Linked DNA regions of Mus musculus: all the other regions are linked to region 1. Evidence: chromatin contacts called from public promoter capture Hi-C data. All regions are on one chromosome and are shown on one strand. The core of a region is the stretch at or near the end of the contact, and the rest is flanking DNA. Distances in the headings are between cores, read along the strand shown.

What was found. Promoter capture Hi-C pulls out the DNA fragments that hold promoters and counts their contacts.
Region 2: a promoter capture Hi-C map of second pharyngeal arch cranial neural crest shows a contact between it and region 1. The contact joins the enhancer-like site here to the promoter of Ctso in region 1. A contact is called at or near these places in 8 of 39 promoter capture datasets (cranial neural crest, frontonasal cranial neural crest, hippocampal neurons and 5 more) and 1 of 115 datasets of contacts at active chromatin or transcription factors (astrocytes).
Region 3: a promoter capture Hi-C map of second pharyngeal arch cranial neural crest shows a contact between it and region 1. The contact joins the enhancer-like site here to the promoter of Ctso in region 1. A contact is called at or near these places in 8 of 39 promoter capture datasets (the 3T3-L1 cell line, cranial neural crest, embryonic stem cells and 4 more), 1 of 115 datasets of contacts at active chromatin or transcription factors (astrocytes) and 2 of 9 other capture datasets (embryonic tail and embryonic trunk).
Region 4: a promoter capture Hi-C map of second pharyngeal arch cranial neural crest shows a contact between it and region 1. The contact joins the enhancer-like site here to the promoter of Ctso in region 1. A contact is called at or near these places in 10 of 39 promoter capture datasets (the 3T3-L1 cell line, 3T3-L1-derived adipocytes, cranial neural crest and 6 more) and 1 of 9 other capture datasets (liver).
Region 5: a promoter capture Hi-C map of neural stem cells shows a contact between it and region 1. The contact joins the promoter of Gria2 here to the promoter of Ctso in region 1. A contact is called at or near these places in 22 of 39 promoter capture datasets (the 3T3-L1 cell line, 3T3-L1-derived adipocytes, the C10 cell line and 15 more), 2 of 15 datasets of contacts at CTCF or cohesin (large pre-B cells and pro-B cells), 45 of 484 Hi-C or Micro-C datasets (the 3T3-L1 cell line, 3T3-L1-derived adipocytes, B cells and 28 more), 15 of 115 datasets of contacts at active chromatin or transcription factors (SST interneurons, VIP interneurons, astrocytes and 11 more) and 2 of 9 other capture datasets (adipose tissue and embryonic stem cells).

Annotation. Positions count from the first base shown.
Region 1 is chr3:81,931,195-81,933,975 of GRCm38.p6, forward strand. Ctso (cathepsin O) reads left to right here and starts at 1,407. Exons shown (of 8, transcript NM_177662.3): 1 at 1,407-1,581. The coding sequence starts at 1,471.
Region 2 is chr3:79,935,050-79,937,830 of GRCm38.p6, forward strand. Gask1b (golgi associated kinase 1B) reads left to right here. Exons shown (of 4, transcript NM_133187.3): 3 at 1,546-1,772. Among named protein-coding and RNA genes, the nearest start is that of Gm36569, 50 kb to the left of the region's middle. Within about 2 kb of position 1,367, at least 112 of the 459 cell types and tissues checked have an H3K27ac peak or open chromatin away from gene starts, as enhancers often do. A contact at or near this core is called in second pharyngeal arch cranial neural crest, where this site is marked.
Region 3 is chr3:79,988,210-79,990,990 of GRCm38.p6, forward strand. No RefSeq gene overlaps it. Among named protein-coding and RNA genes, the nearest start is that of Gm36569, 100 kb to the left of the region's middle. RefSeq lists an enhancer at 1,116-2,781. Within about 2 kb of position 1,347, at least 52 of the 459 cell types and tissues checked have an H3K27ac peak or open chromatin away from gene starts, as enhancers often do. A contact at or near this core is called in astrocytes and second pharyngeal arch cranial neural crest, where this site is marked.
Region 4 is chr3:80,114,655-80,117,435 of GRCm38.p6, forward strand. No RefSeq gene overlaps it. Among named protein-coding and RNA genes, the nearest start is that of Gm36569, 230 kb to the left of the region's middle. Within about 2 kb of position 1,322, at least 1 of the 459 cell types and tissues checked has an H3K27ac peak or open chromatin away from gene starts, as enhancers often do. A contact at or near this core is called in second pharyngeal arch cranial neural crest, where this site is marked.
Region 5 is chr3:80,801,236-80,804,016 of GRCm38.p6, forward strand. Gria2 (glutamate receptor, ionotropic, AMPA2 (alpha 2)) reads right to left here and starts at 1,458. Exons shown (of 16, transcript NM_013540.4): 1 at 1,062-1,458; 2 at 410-550. The coding sequence starts at 1,149.

The sequences.
Region 1 (2,781 bases), core at 157-2,656:
TCTGATGATAATTTATGTCTTTTGACAATCCTTTGAGTTAGAACATTTATGCAGGATAACTGCTGTGATCAAAAGAAAGTTTATTTGGACTAAATTTAATAAGTTTATATCAACAAACATTTACTGATTGAATACCCACTATATGTTGTTGGTGCATAAGAGACTAAAGAAATGAAATTGTCGCTCCCACGAAGCTGGCATTACAGAAAAGTGCTATGGATCAAAAGGCTACAGACTGAACACCAGAGGCAATGGGGGCAGTATTAGAAGAATAGGGTGGAGAGGGGGAGAAGGTTAGGGTTTTAAGTAGGGCAGTCGGGGTAGGTAGGCCTGGGAGTGAAGGAACAAGAAAATAAACACTATGGTTATTCAGATATACGCCAGGTTGGAAGCTAAGAAACAAAAGATGCAGGACATTCCGATTTCTGGGAACCTGGTTACAGTTTGTCCACAAAGGATCTGCTTTTGGACAATAGAGAAGGGGTAAAAAAGAAACACAGAGTAAAGACTCATTCTAAGACAATAATTTGCATTTTGTGTACATAGGCCCTTCTGAGAAGCAGCTGGCTGTCTTCTCCCAAGGGTAACCAGCGATTTGTGATATTTGGTCTCAGATCTTAAATCACTCAGTCTCCTTAAAGGAGAGCTCTGAGGCAGTGTACTGGAAACCTCTTTAGCTGAGATGTGAGTGAGCAGACATATTGACTGGTTTGAACATGTTCCCCTTTTCCTTTTACACTCTGTATACCGGCACCATGGTAAAAGGAAACAAGATTTTTAAAAATTACGTCAGTTAATTATAGCTGGGGATAGAAAGTGAGGTGGATGGATTATGAAGTAAGCTAAGCAAGAAGAAAACAACATAATAAAATAATAAGAAAAATTAAAGCAACCTTAACAGTGAAACAAAGAAAAGCACAGGACGTGCTCAGCATATAATGAAGTGTTTAGGATTACTTAGCTAAATTTCATTACAAACTTCGGAAGCGGGTGCAGCTTTCTACAAGTGGAGAAATGGCCACAAGATATTGTGCAGTTCTGTGCAGCAACAATTTTGTCAAGTATTTATACGCATCCATAGAGAGAAGTGTGTAAATTCGCATACACTATACGTCCCCATACAACCTGCTGAGTTCAATTTACACACACTCAGTGAACACATATTCAATTTAAACAGCAGGAAGTAAAATGAAGGGCTGAATCTCAGACAGCAGGAAACACAATAGTTTGTATCTTCATACTGTTGTGTAAGTCAGGTTTTGCTCTCTTTCTTATTAAGTAAGAGGGAAATCCCAGATGCCCAATAACAGCACAAAAGCTCAATAATAATCCCAAGAAGCACCAAACAAACAAAACAGCTGGGACCCCAGCAGCTTTCTGCTTCTGGGCGTGCACAGGACACAGGCAGTGGGCGGAGCCAAGAAACCGAAAGAGAAAGCGGGCCGGGCACAGTGGACCTCGGGCACCGGGATGAAGCCGCAGTTGGTGAACCTCTTGCTACTGTGTTGCTGCTGTCTCGGCCGCCACGGGGTCGCCGGGACCTGGTCTTGGAGCCACCAGCGGGAGGCCGCCGCCTTGCGGGTACCAAGCTCCCTCCCTCTACTGCCCCGGGGCTCCTAGGGAGGGACCCAAGCTCCAAGCGCGCATTTCCCCAGTAGAACTGCCTCCTAAAAGTTTGATTCCCCAGGGCAAGGATTTCTGTGCTATATCCCAAAGCACCAAAAGATGTCCAAAGCAAAGCTAAGGGGAAGAAGTATCCTGAATCCTAAAGCCTTTCCCACACCAAACCTGTCGCATAGAAAGCCGCCTGCAGGGGGCACTGGCTCTCTCCTCCTATAACTGGAAGTTAATGATTTCTCAGTCCTGGAACTGTCTACCACCATCAAGTTCTCTCTGACTTGGTGGAGACTGATGTAGAACAGGAGACATTTCACTGCCTTAAATTCGGATTTCTTTTTTTAAAGTTTTCATAATAATCCTTCAATTGCTCTCCAACCTTAAAATTCTGAAATGGACAAGTTAGCTGACCACGGATAGATTTTCCCAGTAACCAGGGGAACTGACCGAAATGCAGATTCACAGTTGGCCTCAGTTGCTATACTTAATGCTCTCTGAAAGGTTTTTAAATCTGAAAAAAAAAAAAAGAAAAAGAAAAGAAAAAAGAAAATGCCATCACGATTTTATTAGAGGAGGACTCACCTGTTCGACTCAGTGTCTATCTGAATTCAGGAATGCTGCTCTTAGGCCATTTAACTAGTGTTTACTGATGTTTTCTGAAATTTCCATAGAACCCCATAGCTCTGCCCCGTTCTCCTTGTCCTCTTTGGCCTGAGAAGTTCCAGTATTCATTCAGTCCGGCCTTCTTTGGCTTCAGCTACCCTTGTGTTGTACTCAAATCAAAATGCTGTGCTTTAGTTCTCCTTTTTGTTACTTTTGAGCTCATTTCTTGTTACCAGTCTATTTCTCAGTGTCCTTGGCCTGTGTGTTACTGAGACCTGTCCTTGATTTCCAATAGGGTGAGGTAGTCAGTGTCACAGGTTGTTGATAAGGTGTTTATTGGCCAACTAGTTTTTTTTTTTCTAATCTTGAGTATTGAAAGCTAACAATGTAATGTATAATTTTTTTTCTCCTTACTGAAATAAAGCAAGGTTGCCAAGAAAAGCAACTTAAAGAAAGTGAAAAAGGGTCTACTTTGGCTCACACTTTCAGGGACAGTCTATCATCATGATAGGGATGTCATAGTGACATGTGTGTGGAGCAGACATCCATACTACATCAGCA
Region 2 (2,781 bases), core at 117-2,616, 2.0 Mb before region 1:
GACAGAAGTAGGTAGATCTCTGAGTTTAAGTCCAGCTTGGTCTACAGAGCAAGTTTCAGGGTAGCAAGGGCTACACAGAGTAATACTGCCTGAAGCAGCAGCAGCAACAACAACAAACCAAAAAAAAAAAAAAAAAACAACAACAACAAAAAGAAATAAAAAAAATAAGTTCATCCTTAAGAGTTAAAATCTAAATGTTTATTCTAGTATAGTCAAAAAATGTTTCATTTCTTCATGAGTGTTAATCTAGTTGAACATGAACATATGATGGTGTCTATGAAAACTGACCTCTAGCCAGTTTAAGCTTGGCTCACCGTTTTGCAGACTTTAGTCCCTAGCTGGCTGCCCTCATAGAGTTTGGACTTCTGGAAAGGCAGTGGTACAGGGAAGAGTAAGCTAAGAATCAAAGAAGAGCAATGAGGGTCTTCATCCCTTTCTGTGGCCTAAATGGATCACTTAAGACCACCTACTGAGTCTCATCTTTCAAGGTTTCTACCACTTCAACAGTGTAAGTCTGGGAACTAAATTTCTGCTCTATGGGCCTTTGGGGGAAGCATTTAGATCTAAAGTAAAGACTGTATGCCCTATTAAGTGTGTCTAACCTGTGGCACAGGGCCACATACATTTTAGGATAGCTGTGACTGTGGTCCAACATGTTTGCAAATAACAATGTCATGCTTCAGCATCATAATCTTGGACAGCCCTGCCTGTTAGGGCTGTGTACAGTATTTCATTAATCTTTCTACTAACTGCACAACATAAATAAGTCATAGCATGCAGGTGACTGAACAGAGTCAGTGACATGAAGGAATCTATACTAGGTTGCGTAGCTATCAGGTGTAAGACCAGAGGTTTGAGTTTAGGTGACTAGATTCCTGAGTTCAAGTTTACTTCACTCTGATTATCCAATATAACTTTTTTCTTGATCAAAAGAAGTGACATTAAGCAATACTCTAGTCAACTTTGCAACTTTTTTTTTCTAGTTCTTCCCACTATAACAAACCCCTAAAGTCTTTATAACTTTGTCACATATTCAGAATCTAGTGATGTTTCATTGTTGGATCTCATACCTTCTGTAGAGTTCTATTTCAGGTTAGCTACTGCAATACTACAGTCCAGCACAGTAGACTTTATAACCAGTAAAGTAGTAAGAATCTGTAGGGCCCAATCCCAGAAAGAAACCAAGAGCTAGTCCCTGGGTCTGTAGAAATACTATGCTGTCTTCTCCTTCCTGAGGAAGTCAGAGATTCTGCTGGCCACATGTTTGCATGTGATTCTGTGGGCACTGTGGCTATCAAGGGCGGGGTCGCCTGAGTTGGACGATCTGCTGTTAGCTGAAGCTGGAACTGCTTAGGACGCTGTGTGAGTCAGAGGGCTTTGAACTACGGACTTATTCTAGCAGCTGCTTTTCATTAAAGCAGCCTGGCCTGCATGGGTTCTGGCAGGTCAGCTGTTCAGAAAGCTCCCAATTCTTTGGAAATGTTCAGACTTTCCCAAGCTTTTGCTCAGCATCTTGGATTTTGTTCTCATTTCCATTTTTTTCAGATTTATAATCGCTTGGATACAAATTGCTGCGGATTCCGACCTCGAAAGGAAGATGCCTGTATACAGAATGGACTGCGGTCGAACTGTGAGGACCAAACTTCTGTGACGTTAGCACACATTATCCAGAGAAAGAATGACCCAAGGCATTTGGTCTTCATAAACAATAAGGGCTTCTTTGATAGAAGCGAAGATAACTTAAACTTTAAGTTGTTAGAAGGCATCCGAGAGTAAGTTTTGTGTTCATTGTGGGAAGCCTATCTCACTCTCTAGAGTGTTCTGAAATTCTCTGTGTAGCTCAGACTTTTCTGAAACACACTGTCATTCAAGCTGACCTCAAACTTACAGTTCCCTTCCTGCTTCAGCTTTCAGAGGGCTCAGATTACAGGAAGGAGCTGTTACATCCAAAATGAAGAGTACATTTTCTAATACAGTGACATCTTGGAAGATCACATGTTTGTTAACAAACAGTAATGTTTTGTGAAGACTCACATCTTATGTTAGATATATTTAATTTCCAAAGAAACTCTAAGTGTGGGAATAGAGATTCCCAAGAAGAAAAATAGCATTCCAAGAGCAGACAGTACATCTATGAGCAGTCCACAACACCTACACAGCTCTTTCCACAGTCTGCCTTCACTGCCAGGTTCAACTTTCATTGTGAAAACCATGTGGGTGAGGTTGGACATGCGCAGGGCTGTCAGGAGTAGGATAATCAGATGGCAGAGGCTTTCTTATGAGAGCAGGGGATTGGACATGGCAGGAACAGTACAGATGTCTAAGTCTGTAATAAAGTATTTGGCATGTCAATGGAACTAATAGGCATGGCAGGATGTTGGATTCATGATTAGCCCAAGTGACTGTTATGAATATAGTAGGAAGGTAGGGCACCAGAGGACAGCTGGCCCTGTAAACTGGGTAGGAGGGCTTTTGAGTACTCAGAAGTCTTATTGGCAGACAGCCTGTGGGACTGGATCTTGAAAACTACAAAGGAGGGGCTGCGGGAGGCGAGACAAAGAAGAGCTGTTGTACTCAAGATTGGCCCAAAACTCAGAGATGACCCAAATCATTTGGGAGACATTTGGTAGGACCTAGAGTGGATGCAGAGTAAAGAGGGAGGTAGCATGAAGCTAAAGGAGATAGTGCTATACTGGGGAAGTAAGAACACAGTGGGTCTCATGGCATTTGGGGATAGCGGAGACTCTTACAGATGGCCTCTGGTGGGGGAGCAGGGGGGAG
Region 3 (2,781 bases), core at 97-2,596, 1.9 Mb before region 1:
TTTGACTTAAGACTCACTCCATCCTAAGGAACCCAAAACCTAAACTGCTTGGGTAACAATGAATCAGGGACTAGATAGCCTGGAGACATAGGGTAAACCCCAACATGACTGGTTTAAAAAATCAATAAAATGATTCCTAGTGATATTTTGCTATATTCATAGACTTAGTTCCAGTGATATTTTGCTATAGACTTAGTACCCTATCCAGTCACACTCAGACAGGCCTCCTCAGGCAGCAGCTGGGACAGATGGAGAGATCCACAGCCAGATGTTATGTAGAGACAGAGTCTGAATTGGAGCTGTCCACAAAATCCTTCCCTTCAGTGTTCAGTGAATCACACAGTTGAGGGGTTGGAGAGGTTGTAAGAGTCAGAGGGAATGGAGGAAACCAAGACATCACAGCTCTCTGAATCAACTAAACAAGGTGCATATGAGGTCACGGAGACTGAAGCAGCAAGCACAGGGCCTATATGTGTCTACACCAGGTCCTCTGCATATATATTATAGCTATGAACTTACCATTTTTATGGGACTCCTGACTACAATAATGAATGGGTCTCCGATTCTTTTCCCTACTCTTGGGACTCATTTCACCCTGTTGGTTTTCTGTGTCCTATTTTGACACAGAAGCTTTTGCTTTATCTTATATTTTATTTTGTTATGTTTGGTTGTTATTTCTTAAAGTCCTGTTCTTTTCTCATGAGAGACAGAAAAGGAGTGGATTCAGAGGGGCAGGGGAAGTGGGGAGAAAGTGGATGGAGGGTAAAATATAATCAAGATATATTGTATGAGGGAAATAATAAAAAAAAAAGAGTGCTTGCTGTTCTTCTAGAGAACTTGAATTTGGTTCCCAGCATACACACTGGGTGGCTCAGGAACTATCTTCAGGATTACAAATGCCTTCTTCTGCCATTTAAGGGTTATTGTGTGTGTTTGGTGGGTGCGCACATGAGTGCACACACTCACACACACACATACATGCACTCACACACACAGTCTCTAAAAAGTCTTTTTGGGACAAGGAATATTTGTTGAGTGAATAAATCCAGTTTTAACTGGGCTAAAAATAAAATCTGATGTTGGATGTCATCTGAAGTTTAGAGGCAACACTCTATTAAGGGCAAGCAGACAGTGTTTCAGAGAGGCTATTTTTGTAGACCTACCCTATCGTTTATGCATTTCATTGAGGATCTGTTGTTTCTTAATGACCTTGCATTCCTTCTTGATGTAAAGCTTCTGGTGAGGCCAGGCTGGTGTTTTCTGAATGGGCTGACATGTGTTTGCCACCTGACTTTCCCGTGATGTTTCCAGACGGCATACATTGACGCGCTCCAACGGCATCTGCATACCTTGGAAAGTTCTGCGTGCTGAGAAGTTCCTCTAGCCGGATCCCCTGATTATGAGTCAGAGTCTGTCAGAACATTTCTTGAATTATTTTAAAATGCATTAAAAGAACAAAAAACTTTAATAACTGGCCTCATATGGTCTGTGCTTAGAAATGCACCTCCCCGACCCCCCCAATCCATGGATTCCCTGTTCCTTTGGTGTCCCTGGTGTGTAATGGCCTGTAGGAAGCATACATCTACTTCTCTTCCTCACTTTTGGACACAATTTATAACGGAGTATGAGAAATTCAAAATTTTCAGTTAATCCCATTTAATACTTCTTAGTAATGTTTATTTTTCACAGCATTAGTGCATTGTGAAGAGGAAAATAAAGTATGATATCTTAACCCTAGGATCAAGCTCCGATGGAATCCTTTCAGCCCTGACTTAGTATAATTACAGGAAAGAGGGGGCATTTCAAACTATTTAAGTGCTTCTAGAAGCCCAGGACTGGAGAGGAATCAGAAAGCCATTTTTCATCTTGTCAGTCCCGACATCATGCTGAAGGAATTCTCACAGTAAAACAAATGGGTATTCAGACAGCATTCAGCATTCCTTGGTCTTAAGTCAAAGCAGTAATTCCTGCTAAGAAGGTTTGAAAATTTGCTGTCACCACTTGTAAAGTGTGTGTCTGGAATTCATAATTAACCAGCATGATCATATCACAGCAATATAATGCTGAAACATCAGGGACAGATTCAACAGCACATATACCACAGGGGCTTTAACACAGGCTTCATGTCTTTGAGATTATAAAGATATTACCTTTCTAGGTTCCATCTAGCATAAAAGGAATAAATAGTAAATCTGGAAAGAGTTGACTCTGAAGCTTATTAGTGACTCTGAAGGATGGTTGAGAGTTGGCCTGGTAGGTAAACTTCTATTCAGGTACCTTGGGATAGAGCAGGTGCCTTTGTAAAGCTCTCTGCTCTGGTGAAACCCCTAATCAATGTCATCAAACACATTAGGAATGGGAGCAGACCTAGGCATGAGCATTTTAAAAGGCCTTCCATTGTTTCCCATATAAAGCCAAGGCAGAGAAGCATTGCTCTAATTATAGTCTAGTGGTGTAGCCCAGAGTGTGGGCACTATCTTTGGGCATGCTGGGGAGAAGTGGGTGACTAAAGGCCAGGGCTTGCTATTAATACATGTGACACTTTCTTAAGAACTTTGCCTGTGTTAACACATTTAACTCAGCCTAATGGACAGCAGCTATTACTGCCAACTTATTACAAATGAGAAAATGATAAGAGAAATCATATAGATGAGAATAGTAGAAGAGAATCCAGGCTTTTGTATTTGATAATACAGTGATGTTTGTTTAACAAGTATTTGTTAAGCTCTTATGGCACATGTAAGAATTCTTGCTGGAATCCCCAGTGTTTGGTGCAGTGAA
Region 4 (2,781 bases), core at 72-2,571, 1.8 Mb before region 1:
AAACAGTAGGTGTGAACCCAATTTTAAATTGAAACTGAAAACACAGAATCCAAGAAAGAAGTTAGTGCTATGGCTTTCAAGCAATAAAGAAAGGAAAGAAAGAGCGGGAAGAGGCCATGTTACATTATTTGATAGTGAGTAACATTTGCAAGCTATTGTGGTAGAGCAAATTGAAAAGATCTTTGCTGTGTCAAAACAATAGTTCAAAAGAATTAAGTGGACAATGTATTTTTACAAATACACAGTGACTTTGCTAATATATTTTTTCAAAAGTCAGAATCACTGAGATGAGCTAGTAGGAATCATCACTAGTGTTTTACAAAATATTTTTTAAAATATTAGTGTGTTTGAGCGTAGTGGCTCATGTTTGTGATCTTGGCACCTGGGAATGAGAGGCAGAAAAACCTCTGCAAGTGTGAAGTCAGTCTGGTCTACACAGTAACCTCTAGGCCAACCAGAACTTTATAGTGAGATCCTATTTTTTTTTTTTTTGCCTGAGCTTAACTCTGGTTTGCTTTAAAATGGCCCATGTACTTGAATACAAACTATCTTTTATTCAGAGAGGCGAATCTGTTGGAAAACTATATAGAAAAGGTAAAAGTATTTTTATAAACTAAATTTTTTAATTCTCGAAAAACTTGTATTTAGAGCAGGAATGTGGCAGCAAGTACCCATTTATTTCAAGACTCAGGTATTCTATACATGAGCATATATTTATTTTATGTGTTGTGGGTGTTATGCTGGTGTTTATGTTTATGCACCACATGCGTGTGGTGCCTGAAGAGGCCAGAAGAGAGTCCTCTAGATCTGGAGTTACAGACAATAGTTACTGCATGGCTTCTTGGAGCTGAACCTGAATCTTCTGCAAGGACATGAGTTCTTGACAGCTGAATCATCTCTTCATATTTTTCATACACTTACAATTGGCTATCTGATTTGAGGTATGAGACAATACATGCCCAGGACACATCTTATCTCGAAAAACATCCATGTTACTAATTTGTGACCTAAAGTATTAAGTTTGGGCGAAATATTTTAATATCTCATTCATGGATCAAACATGAACTTCAAAGGCTAAGGAGATATTCAGTTGGTAAAATGTTTCTTGTGCAAGCATTAGAACCTGATTGAGATCCCCAGTATTCATGTAAGAAGCTGGGCTTGGAGGGGCATGCTGTAACGCTAGTGATGCAAAGAGCAGACAGGAGGGTCCTAGGGCTTCCTGTCCAGCCAGTTTAGACAAGTGCAGAACTCCAGATTCCGTGAGTTGCTATGTGCTAAAAGAATAGAGTGGCAGGTAATTGAAGAAGACATCTGCCATTGACCTATGTCCTCTACAAATACGCATATGTGCACTCAAATCTACACACATCTGTTCTCACACAGCACACATTCCTGCATACCGTTTAGAACTGTTAAAATAGTCGCTGAATATTGAATGGTTAAAGAAATAGAAGACAATAAACATCACAGTCTTACATTGTTCTTAACTATTATTGGTTAAAAACATAGAAACTTTTTATAGAGGGCTACTATATTATTAATCTAATCCATGCTTTTCCTAAACGAATGGAATGTTTGACTAATGTTTTTGACTAATAATCAAAGGCAAAATGAGCATGAGCTTAATTAATTAATTAATTAGTTTTACCAACATACACCGCATACATATAAATGATTTAAACATCAAAGGAATAAAAATAATTTTTTAAGCTTACTGAGCAAGTATGAAATTCCAGTTAAGAGAGAAACCTTTCTGCAGTATAATTCGATAGTAACCATGCTACACACATTCTAAGGATGGATCAGCATGCAGAGTGGTTGCACTGGGAGGGATAGCATTATGGAATTTTACAAGAGCTACTGGAAATCCTTGAAGGAAACCTTTTCCTAATAGTATTTTAGGGACTGATTGCTTTTCAAGTCATGCAAGTCTCCTTTGAGTTATATGTTAATAATACTGAGCTAACTCTTGATTATATAAGTCACTTGAAAAGACTTGACTATATACATACACTATAACATATGTATTTTATATTGCACATTATATATATATATATATATATATATATATATATATATATATATATAATTTGAAGTGGTTTAAGTTTGGTGAAACAGATTATTGTAAATGATATGACCCAATTTTGTTCATTCAGAGGCTAATTCTAAGGGGGAGACGACTTCTTTGTACTCCATTTAGATATTTGGAGAAGTCAAAACTATTAGGACCATCAGAAGTATAGGAAAAACATGAAAATAATTTGTTACTTTTATATACATTTGGAATGTGCTGACAATCTCTATCAAGATTTTAACTATGAAAATTAAATTAAGAACGGAGAATGAGGTTTCAGTTAAAATTTAGCACTCAAATTGAGAGGTGCTATAATTGTAAAATGAATATCACACCTTTTTGATATTTTGATGAATTATAGGATGCCAAATGTCTCACCAATAACTTTTATTAAAGTGATAACAATCTATCTAGAAGTATTAATTTAGACAAAATGTTAAAATTAACCTCTCCCACTTTTCCTAATACAATGCAACTTTCTTGCAGGTGTAACATTACAGAGCAGTTCCTATAGATTTCTATATAGCAGAACTGTTTTACGGTTAGCCACCGTGTACAAATGTATTATGAAAAAAAAAAACAAAACCTAGGATTTCTGGGTCTCTGAACAGAATCCTGTTTGGTTTCTGTTTCAGGAAAGGTTAAAAACTGTTCAAAGGCAAGATCTGTGTTTCCATTTCTGTTTTCAGTTTCTAGCAAGTGTT
Region 5 (2,781 bases), core at 208-2,707, 1.1 Mb before region 1:
AGGCGCGCAAGAGGGAGGGGGTTGGGAGATCCTCTTTAGAGGCGCCAGAATCAAGCAAGAACCCCCTGAATTCGAAAGAACAGTCCAAGTCCAACCCCTACCCCAGATTCTAGGGTGCACATACTGCGCATACTGTTCAGTGCCTTTTGTCCCCACTTCACTGCCCGCCGGTCAGTGGGGGTCCCAAAGATTACAGCCACCTTCTCGCTGTACCTTCACACGCACGCGCGTGTTCAGTCACTCCCACCCACACATGACAAGCCAGCAACACACACACACACACACACACACACACACACACACACACACACACACACACACAGGCACACCATCCTTCACTGGCATTCACAGGCTTGCTTTCCCTGTGTCCCTGTGCAGCACTGGAAAGATATGAATATTCATTACTTACAAGCATTGGTGACTGCGAAACTGTTGGCTACCTCCAAATTGTCGATATGGGGTGTCAGTCTGAACTCCGAAGTGGAAAACTGAACCATCCCTACCCGAAATGCACTGTATTCTTGATCAGCGCCCCTTGGAAATAGCCCCCCTGCAAAAATAAACAGCAAGCAAGAGAACGATGTCAGAGCCCTGGAGAGATAAGAGTGGGATGCTAGCACCCAACAGCCCCAGAGTCTCTTATTCACACTACCCGCTATAATAAACGTAATCAGTGAGTTGGGCAGCAAGGATCCAAAAGGTGCTCAACGGATCCAAGGCAAGGGGGAGAGTCTAAAGACCAAAAAGATTCTCCCTTTTAATCTTGAGCTTTGCGATCATTTCCCTGAAAATCTGAGCACACTAGGAGATGCCTTCAAGGCAGAAGTAACGCAGTACCCGGTCAGAAATGAACAGATCCTTTCCCCTCTATTGTGTCAAAAGGCATAGTCATTTCTTTTTGCTTCAGCCTAAGAAAATCATGTATATTCTAGGTAGTTTCAATCTGGAATGCAGTCAAGGTATGACATAAGTCTACATGACATGAATTAATTTGCACACTGTGAACAAAGATTACCACCAAATTATGCACAATTCAAAGGCATAACACAAAAGGTACCTACCTATCTGTATGCTGTTAGAAGAGACACCAAAAATCAGTCCCCATAAAACAGGAGAAAGGAGGACAGAAATATGCATAATCTTTTGCATTTCCAAGAAAAGTAGAGCATCCACAAAATATCCCCTCGTTTCCCTTTCCTCCTTTTCCTTCTTTGACCGTTTTCCTCAGCAAATTAGATCCTCTGCATTTTGAGGTCGAAATTTAGCAAGGAGCTGCTAAAACCACGAAGTGAAGGCAGAAGAATCCTTATCTCCCAGGTTTAGCTGGTGGCTGTTGATGCCTGCGTCCTGTCCCTGCTCCTGAAGTCCGAGGACTGGCTGAATGCAGTTTTTAGCTGAGCTGCTGCTGTGGTCCCGGTGTCTGGGAATATCAGCACCCTCCCGTGCACTCACACAATCACCCTCTCTCGAGCTCTCTTCTCCCTCTCTCCTCTCTCACACGCGCGCGCACACACATACACACACATACACACACACACACGCACACACACAGGAAAGTCACAGAGAGGGGCAGGCAGTCCCGGGCGCGCGTGCGCGACTCGAGGCAGGCGGCGAGCTCGCGCACCCACCCCTCCCCCGCACAGCGCCCCGCACCCCGCACAGCCCTGGCAGCTTCTGCGCGGTGCCGAGAAAGCGCGGCTCAGAGCCGGGCAGCCTGGTGCCTCTTAGAGACCTCCAGTCTTGCGCATTCGATTTTAGCACCGCGGACAGCGCTTTGGTCCCTGCTATGGGCTGAGGTTGCAGGGTTTACTGTAGCTGCAGAGATGTTCCAGCCAGATCCAAATGCTGCAAAACTGATTTCCGGTTGCTATGCCTAGGAAGCCGAACTGCTAATTGCTGTTGGCGGCGAAGCTTTCTTCCGTAGGGCCCTGTTTTACATTGAGCACAACGAATATGATTTGATTGTCTCAAAATCCACTTAGCAGTATCCACACACTGCCTTCTGCCTCAGCTGACCCAGATAAAAAGCAAACAAAATACTCCCTGAAGGGACAACTCCCAAAATCGTGAACTTTAGCTTCCTATAATGCAAGCATAATCTCAGGGAAACCCAAAATTCTATCCTTAACTATAAAAGGATGCCAAGACCCGGGTAACTCGATCAAACCTTTGAAAGACTTCGTGTAGGAATCCATCTTTAGAGTATGCCCCTTTGGATAGTGGTTCGATTGTTCAAGCCACATTGCCTGTGGATTGCTCTTGTACTACAGTGCAGACTCCCCCCTGCTGTAGAGTCATGTAGACTTGGCTCTTAGATGTCCGTTTTGTATAGAGATTGAAAGAACCGTAGGTTTCTGCGGGGGGGGGGGGGGGGGTAGTAGTCTAGAATGGATGTATCACTCTTAGTTACAAACCAGATACCCCATTACATTATGGCCTTAAGTTTCAAAAATAATCACTGCCTCAAGGAAGTAGGTTACCTCATTACACCGAGCCTGCTTGGGTATCTGGATTGTAACGAATACATTAAAAATTAAAGTTTGTGAGAAGGGGCTTGGTAAAGCATAGCGATGATTGTATATGCCTGTGAAATCTATGTTCAAAACTCCACTTCATGCCAAGCCATCTCTATATACCTGCGTGGCAAGTCTCTCTGCAGCCTCAGAAATTCTTTACCAAATTGTATGTGTTTTGTTTTAAACAGAGAAATGAAAGAGGTCTCATTTCAGAGATCTGTTGCCAGGAGCCAGGAGATTGAAGCTGACAGCATCAAAGGGAAAA